Linked DNA regions of Mus musculus: region 1 is linked to region 2. The links are chromatin contacts, called in public capture Hi-C maps. All regions are on one chromosome and are shown on one strand. The core of a region is the stretch at or near the end of the contact, and the rest is flanking DNA. Distances in the headings are between cores, read along the strand shown.

Region 1 (3,708 bases), core at 829-3,328, 1.0 Mb after region 2:
ATTTTTAGTCACTTATTTTATTGAGTAGTTAGTAAAATAATAAGCGTAATCATGAGGATAAATAAAAGAATTCTGGAAATCAATTCTAGTCAAAAAGAAAGTCACCAACACCATACATGTGTACAAACACACATACAATTCTCCTAAAGGATAACAGCAAGTCAAAGAAAACTTCCTAAAGAAATACTCCCAGGCCAGCGTTTGTTAGGAGGGAGGGAAAGGCAGCTGGCAGAGCTGAGACAGCAAAAGTGCTGGATGCGGTTTAGAATTACCCACCTTGGACTTTAGTCCTCGGTTAAATATAAAATGCAAATTTGGGCTCAAGGTACAAAACACTTCCAACTCTAAACCAAGGAACCTAAACCCAAGACAGTAGGTCACAGAGTCACGGAAGGATTTAATGAGGAGTTTGTACAGTTTCTGTAAAGTGTATGGGCAGATGCTAGGATACAGAGATGTTAAAGTAAGGAGTGATAAGTCAGTGAAAGTCAAGCCTTCCTACTACCCAGGAAATCTGTGGGAAGAAGAAACCTCTCTCTTGACATTCTGAATAGAGGAGACTTAAAACTGACTTCTAGCTAGTACTCGTTAAAAGCAAATGTGATCTCATCTCTTCTTTTCTAAGCTTCCTCTCCCATCTTACCCTATTATTCAGCTATCCTGAACTCTTCCCTTCCTTCTTCTGTCCATAAATGTGAATTTCTGGAGCCTTAATTATGCGGTTCATTAAATATTCTCAACCAATAAGTTTTCTAAAAAACTGAGCTTAAACATTACCTCTGTGTGCTACTAGGAAGAAAAAACTTTAAAATGCTAGCTTCTTAGAAGATGGCAAATCAGTGAACATCTACCATCTTTTTAAAAGGTTGGCTTTCCCAAGGGTCACAATGCTAAAAATAATAATAATAATAATAATGATAAAGGCAAACGTGGAGGAGGAAGAGGAGGGCCCAAGAAATGGTTTATTGCTATGCTTGGTGATCCCAGGGGCCCAAGAACTCACAGAAAGATAGGAGAGAACCAATTACAAAAAGCTGAGGTGTCAACCGGGCAGTGGTGGAGCACACCTTTAATTCCAGCACTTGGGAGGCAGAGACAGGCAGATTTCTGAGTTCCAGGCCAGTCAAGTATATAGAGTGAGTCCCAGGACAGCCGGGGCTACACAGAGAAACCCTGTCTCGAGAAAACAAAACAAAACAAAACAAAAAAACAGAAACAAAACAAACAAACAAAAAAAACAGAAACAAAACAAACAAACAAAAAAACTGCGGTGCCATGCCACCTTCTCCCCCAATAATAAATGAAAGTAGAATTTATGTGAGATCGAAACATCTTTCTCACTTCCCAAGATTATTTTTATAATTCAAGAGTGGTAGACAGTGATTGCTGCTCACAAAGCCAAAGCAAACCATGGTGTATCTAATCCCACAAGGTGCGTGGAAGGAAAGGCTCGAAAGACGCAAAGTAACAACGATTGAAGAAATTATGCAAAGGGGAGTTAATAGACTTTATTTCCACAATAGGAACTTCCTTATCCAATAATGATCAGGAAACTCTACCTCAGAAAACTTAACGACTCGCTCATGCTTGCATGCATTCATTCATTCAACGTTCTAAGTGCCTACCGTGTTCTAGGCCCTGGAGGCGCTGCTGGAGATGAAGGATGCGCAGCAGACCAAGTCCCTGACCACAAGGAGCTCCCGTCAATCACAGCTAACTTTTATGACTTTAAACCGCAGCTGTCACTCTGGAGAAGTCCAGGAAGCAGGTTTTCCAAGCCAGGTTCACAGAACCTCAGGCTGACTAGCGGGCCGAGTTCCGCCCCCCCCAGAGACCAGCGATCGCTTTCACCGAGCAGGCTCCACAGACACTCAACACCCCTTGACAGCGGAACCTGAACCTCACACACCCTGTCACCCCGCCCCCTCCCTGGCAACGTCATCCAGGGGCGCCAGGGACCGGAGGAAAGCGCTGTTAACGGCACTTCCTCGTCACGTGACGATCACGCCCCTCCCCGCGCGTGCTCCCTCCCCCTCCAGCCGCGGGTCGCGATTCCGCTCCCTGCGGCCTGCAGTCTGGGAGCCGCCTCGGGCCGACGACGCACCACGGAGCCGGACCGGATGCTCTCTAGGGAGAAAGGCGAGCCAAGCCGAATCCCCGAAACTCTCCGCCGCTCGAGACCGGAGGAGGAGAAGCGAAACAGGCGGGAATCGGTGGGGGAGGGCGGGAGCTAGCGGAAGGTGTCATGGCGGCCGCGGTGGTGGTCACGTGCTCCGGAGGCCCGCCCCGGCGTTTCCGGTCACGTGCCCTCAGCGCCCTCGCAGCCAGCGATGGAGGCGAGACCCCCCGGCAACAGAGGCGGTGGCGACGGCTGCGGCCGCAGGGGTTCAGCCTCCTCCGTGCAGCGGCTGTGAGAAGCGCGGCGGAGGCAGATCCGACGGGACGCGCTTCCCGCGCCCCAGACCAGAGACCGTAGCTCCCACCTGGTAAGTTGAGACCGAAGAATGGGGTTGGGCGGGCGTGGAGGGTCTGACAGGCCCCGGGGGCGCGGGGCCAGGCGGATCGAGCCCTTCGCTGTAGTCGTCTCCACGACACTACAGGCTGGCTGTGTGGTTTGCCTTTCTTCTCCCGGAATGGGAAGGAGGTGCCCTGACCCTTAATCTACTGCCCGAAGGCATTAGGTTCTTCCGCTGGGAGGGACTGGAAGGATCAGACTCACCTGAGAACGAAGGAAGTGAGGCTTCTCCGAGACACCGAGGCCCTTCCCGTTAGGGAGCCTGCCCGGGAGAGGCTTTCTTTTCCTGTTAAAGAAGTCCTCTAACCTTGGTGTCCTCGTGCCTTCTTGCTTCCACCTGTCATCCTGCTCTTCAAACTGTTATTAAAACTTGAGCCACGCACCCAGTTCTAGCTATGACCAGTTTGACAGTCATGTAGTGTAAAGTGAACCATCAATACATGGAAGTATGTGATTATTTTTATAAATTCTCCAGTGTTCTTAGAAACTAAATTCATGTGAAGTTGACCTCACATGTCTATTTTACCATCTGCAAAACAAGGGTGGGGAAAAGATGTTAAAACGTATGCCCAGGGCTACAGTGAAATGGCTCAACTGGTAAAGGTGCTTGCTGCCAAACCTGAGTTCCATCTCTGGGACCCACGTGGTGGAGGGAGAACCGATCTCCGGAAGTTGTGTCCTCAACGTATACACAGTTTAATTTGGGATTTTTGTTTGCTTGTTTTTGTTCTTCGTTGTTGGCTTTTGTTTGGTTGGTTTGGCTTTCTGTCTTTTGATGTTGTCCATTTAAAGACACCAGTTTAAAATATGGTAAAACAGGTTTCTGAGTTAGGAATGCAGCTTAAAGCTAAGAGTTCTTGCTAGGCACCTGTAAGATCCTGGGTTTCATTTCCAGAACTGGCAAAAAAAAAAAACAGGACTGTAGGTAGAGCCCAATGTAAATTGCTTGGTAAGCATGCAGGCCTGGGTACAGAAAACTGGCTTGAAGCACACTAAGGGCTTGGCTCCAATCAATATTCTCAATATCTAGCCTTGTGACTTCCTTTCCTTCCTCTCCTGACCCTCCATTTCCCACACAGGTTTTCTCTGTATAACAGCCCTGACTGGCCTTGAACTCACAGGGATCGATTGCCTCTGATTCTTGAATGGTAAGATTAAAGGTGTACACTACCACACCTAACCCTAGACTTGTG
Region 2 (4,015 bases), core at 1,024-3,523:
GGTTTGGATTCTGAACACAGCCTCAAGAAAATTCTTAGCATGTTCTCTTCAGGAGGTGCACTCTGCTGGCTCTACCTTACTCCATCCTGATGATGATGATGATAATAACAAACAAAGACAACAATATATCAATAATATAATACTTATGCATATTATTATTAAGTAATCGTTTCTAAAATGTGGCTTGGACCACACCTGTCATCCAAGCACTCAAGAGCCTGAGGCCAGAAGATTGTTCGTGGACGTCCAGAGCTAGAGTAAGTTCCAGTAGCGCTGGGATACAGTGAGACTCCGTCTCGACAAAGCAAATCCACACAAAACTTTGGTGGTGATTAAAGAGCTGGACATCATAGCCGGCTTCTTCCAGCAGTCCTGACTCCTGGCACACCGCTGAGCCAACCACATTCAAATACTCAAAAGTAAACATTTGTTGAGTGAACTTATGAACAAACGGCGGCGTCAATCTTCCCGCCCTCATTACTGGTAGCCAGTGCCCGCCCGGCCTGTCACCCTCAGGCTAAAACCCCCGCAGGTGGCGCAACGGACAACCTAAGCCTCCTCGCTAGACCAACAAGGACTGCATTTCCCAGAAGACTCTGCGCGGGCCCACGACTCCCTGTGAGCTTCTCTTTCTCCAGGCTCTGGTTCTTCAGTCAGGGGGTCCGCTTTGCGTGCTCACTCCCCGGTCACTGCAATCCCATTCCCTGTACCTTTCTGAACTTCCATTCCACGATGATCCTGCCTCAGTTTCTCCAGTGAGCCCCCCGCGAGGCTTCCCCTCCTCCCCGTGCCCCCAGTGAGCCGTGCTGCGCGCGCAGCTCTGGTCCAGCCTCATTGAGGGGACGAGTCGCAGGTATTCCTGGACCATGGAGACATCCTCGCCGAGGGCGGCAGTCCGCGCTTCCGGGTGTGTCTGCAGTTCTGTGTGCCGCCGCGTAGGGTGGGACCCCGAGACTGCAGCCTGGCACGTGATGTGTGTGTGTGTGTGTGTCTTGTCTGATGTGTCGGTGTCCCTGACGGCCAGGTTCCAGCCTTACCTCTGCCTATCCCCTGTTCTGTGCATGGGGCAGGTGACTGCCCCTCTCTGTGCCTCAGTTTCCTTACCTATACATTGGGCATGAAAAAAGAACCTGTCTTGGGGGCTGTTGTAATGATTGGAAGGTAATACTGTAAATCTTGGGAAACGCCTGGCGCAGAGTAAATCCTGCCAAGAATAAATACATGAAATAAACTACGCTTATGCATCTTTTGTGCCCATGTGTGTTGATGTCTGTGGTGTGAGACTGCAGTGGATAAGGAGTCCTCATAATCACGTCTAAAGAGTGTGTCCATTCATGCTGTCTATTTAGGTAGGTGGTGTGCCTTTGTGTGTAATACGTGTGCACAGGGCATGTTTGTACCCGTTCTATATTTGTGTTTTTGCATAAGCTATGTAGCTCTGCATGTATGAACCGTGTGTTCCCGTGTGCATGTATGTGATATGCATTTGTCCCTGAAGGTGAGCAATGTGCAAACCCCGTGCCTGCATACATGCATGTGTTGTTTCTGTATGCTCCATATGTGACTGACAAGCCTGTGTCTGTGTGCATGCAACTGGCTTTACGTGTTTGAGTTAGTGATTTCTGTGTGTTCTTTGTTGCCTGTGTGGAATATCAGTTTATGACAGCATGCCTCCTCATGTCCCAAAGGGTCTGAATGGATCTTTGTGATACCTCCCTATGTTTGGAGCTCTGTGTTGTATGTGTGCGTGTGCGTGTGTGTTCATGTGATGCTGGGTATTCCTGTGTGGCTGGGTGAATCTGTACCAACCAGAGTCTGGACTGCCTATGCATTCTCAGTGTGGTCTGTCCCTGTGTCTTTGTGTGTGACGTGTCCTTGTCTCCGTTTGCTGATGGCTGTCCACCTTTGTATGAGAGGCGCTTGTGAAGGTTCCTGTGACATGTCTCAGCTGTGTGTGGGCTGCGTGGGCTTGCTATCTGCATCTTAGCATGTAGCACACGTGTGGGCACCAGTGTTGTGTCACAGTGGTGTCAGGGCCACGCACTGTGGACCCTGCCCCCCTCCAAGGGTCTGTTGGTCTCTGTCTGTCCCTCCTCCCCCTCCCTATTCTCCCCTCCCGCCTGGCAGCCAATGCAACCGGGAACCAGTTGCCATGACAACGCTCCCTCCTTCCTCCTCCCACCCTTCCTCTGACAGGCTCTCTGCTCCCCCAATCCCGATTGTCCTCGGGGGCGGGGCCCTCGTTCTCTCCCCCCCCCATCTTCCCCTCCCCCCTACCCCAGCAACCCCGGCTCCCCAGCTCCTCTCCTCCGTCCGCCTCTCCATCCCTTCATCCGTCTGTCCTTTCGAGGAGGGGGAGGGGGGTATCAGAACCAGTAAGCAACCCCTCCCTCCCCCTGTCCTGCATCTCCCGCCCCTCTCCTGGGCTGAGGGAGGCCAGGGTTGAGCGGGTCCCCATGGCTGGGGGCTGAGGGCCCGCCCCCCCTCCTCCCCAGCCGCCGATTCCTCCACCTCCCTTCCATCCTGGACAAGATGCCTGCACCCGGCGCACTCATCCTCCTGGCGGCCGTCTCCGCCTCCGGCTGCCTGGCGTCCCCAGCGCACCCGGGTGAGTATGTCCAGCCGTCCGCGGCCCGCGCCCCACCCCCACCGGGTCCGCCCGGCACCTGTGCGCAGTCCCTGGGGACCAACGGGTCTGCAGGGCCAGGGAGACCAGCCAGGGCGGGTGGGGAGTGGGCTGCGGGCCGAGTGCGTGCTTGTGAGCGTGCATGTGAGCTCATGTGCACGCGAGTGCACACGGGTGCGCGGGGAGATGGAAGGCCGCGGCCTTTGGGAAAGAGAGAGACCCTATTTCTAAGGGGAACACAGCTGAGGCTTTGCAGAGACCCCTCCCTCAGGTCTGAGGCTGAGGCTAGAGAACAAGTCTGTGTTCCCTGTGTCTTTAAAAGAAACAGTTCTCAGTCACCCTTCAGGCGTGGGGTGGGCAGTGCGTTCAGCTCGGGGCAAATATCTGCCAACAGCCTGCTATTGGGGGAATGATGGTCATGAAGCTGTCTATGGTAGCATATTGTAAATTCTCAGAGCTCCAGGCCTCACTATTGCTGGTCACTGGAATGTATCCGGGTTACGGGATGCGTTTGGGGTGGGGGGTGGGTCCCAGTTTGAAACGATAGGAGGGACCCCACCCCCAACCACCTGGGAAGACCTTAAACTACAACTCCCACAATACGTTAGACCACCTGGCTCCCCTGCCAAGGAGCCCCTGGATTCGGAGCATCATGGGGGTTGTAGTCCAAGACTAGCCTAGGATGGGAGGGGCATGAGTCCGGTAGCCAGTGTCTTGAAGCCCAGACCCCAGCCTAGCCTTATGCCCACAGATGGATTCGCTCTGAGCCGGGCCCCTTTGGCTCCGCCCTACGCTGTGGTCCTCATTTCCTGTTCGGGTCTGCTGGCCTTCATCTTTCTCCTCCTTACCTGTCTGTGTTGCAAACGGGGTGATGTTCGTTTCAAGGTGAGGTGCCCTAGGACTAACCTGGGAGAAAGACCCCAGGCAGCAAAGAGACTGGAGGTCCCAGAGCACTCCCAAGACCTACGGCTTTGGGATGCGCACACTAGCGGAAATTGGGCTGGGATTTGAGGGACAGGTCTGTGGACTGAAGGGAGGCAATTAGGGCAGGATGGCGGCATCTCAGCACCCTCCTCCCGATGCTCCCATTCTTCACCTCTCGTACCCCAGGAGTTTGAGAACCCGGAAGGGGAGGACTGCTCTGGGGAGTACACCCCCCCTGCGGAGGAGACCTCCTCCTCACAGTCGCTGCCTGATGTCTATATTCTGCCGCTGGCAGAGGTCTCACTGCCAATGCCTGCCCCGCAGCCTCCACACTCAGGTACTGCTCCTTCCACCCCAGAATCCTGCGATCCCAACACTGAGGGCTTCCTTTCGTGGCTCAGGGAGGGGAGAGGGCAGAATGCAGAGCCCTAGATTCGTGGAAGTAACTTACAGGGAAGCCACACA

The links. Capture Hi-C pulls out chosen DNA fragments and counts their contacts.
Region 1: a capture Hi-C map of macrophages shows a contact between it and region 2, with 2.8 times the contacts expected there. The contact joins the promoter of Hps5 here to the promoter of Lmtk3 in region 2. A contact is called at or near these places in 1 of 39 promoter capture datasets (cranial neural crest) and 1 of 9 other capture datasets (macrophages).

Annotation. Positions count from the first base shown.
Region 1 is chr7:46,793,803-46,797,510 of GRCm38.p6, forward strand. It overlaps Hps5 (HPS5, biogenesis of lysosomal organelles complex 2 subunit 2), which reads right to left and starts at 2,079. Exons shown (of 23, transcript NM_001005247.2): 1 at 1,626-2,079. Gtf2h1 (general transcription factor II H, polypeptide 1) reads left to right here and starts at 2,292. Exons shown (of 15, transcript NM_008186.4): 1 at 2,292-2,486.
Region 2 is chr7:45,783,074-45,787,088 of GRCm38.p6, forward strand. Lmtk3 (lemur tyrosine kinase 3) reads left to right here and starts at 2,274. Exons shown (of 15, transcript NM_001290990.2): 1 at 2,274-2,608; 2 at 3,378-3,511; 3 at 3,737-3,887. The coding sequence starts at 2,533. It overlaps Gm5897 (predicted gene 5897), which reads right to left and starts at 1,394. Exons shown (of 2, transcript NR_153811.1): 1 at 196-1,394; 2 at 1-86.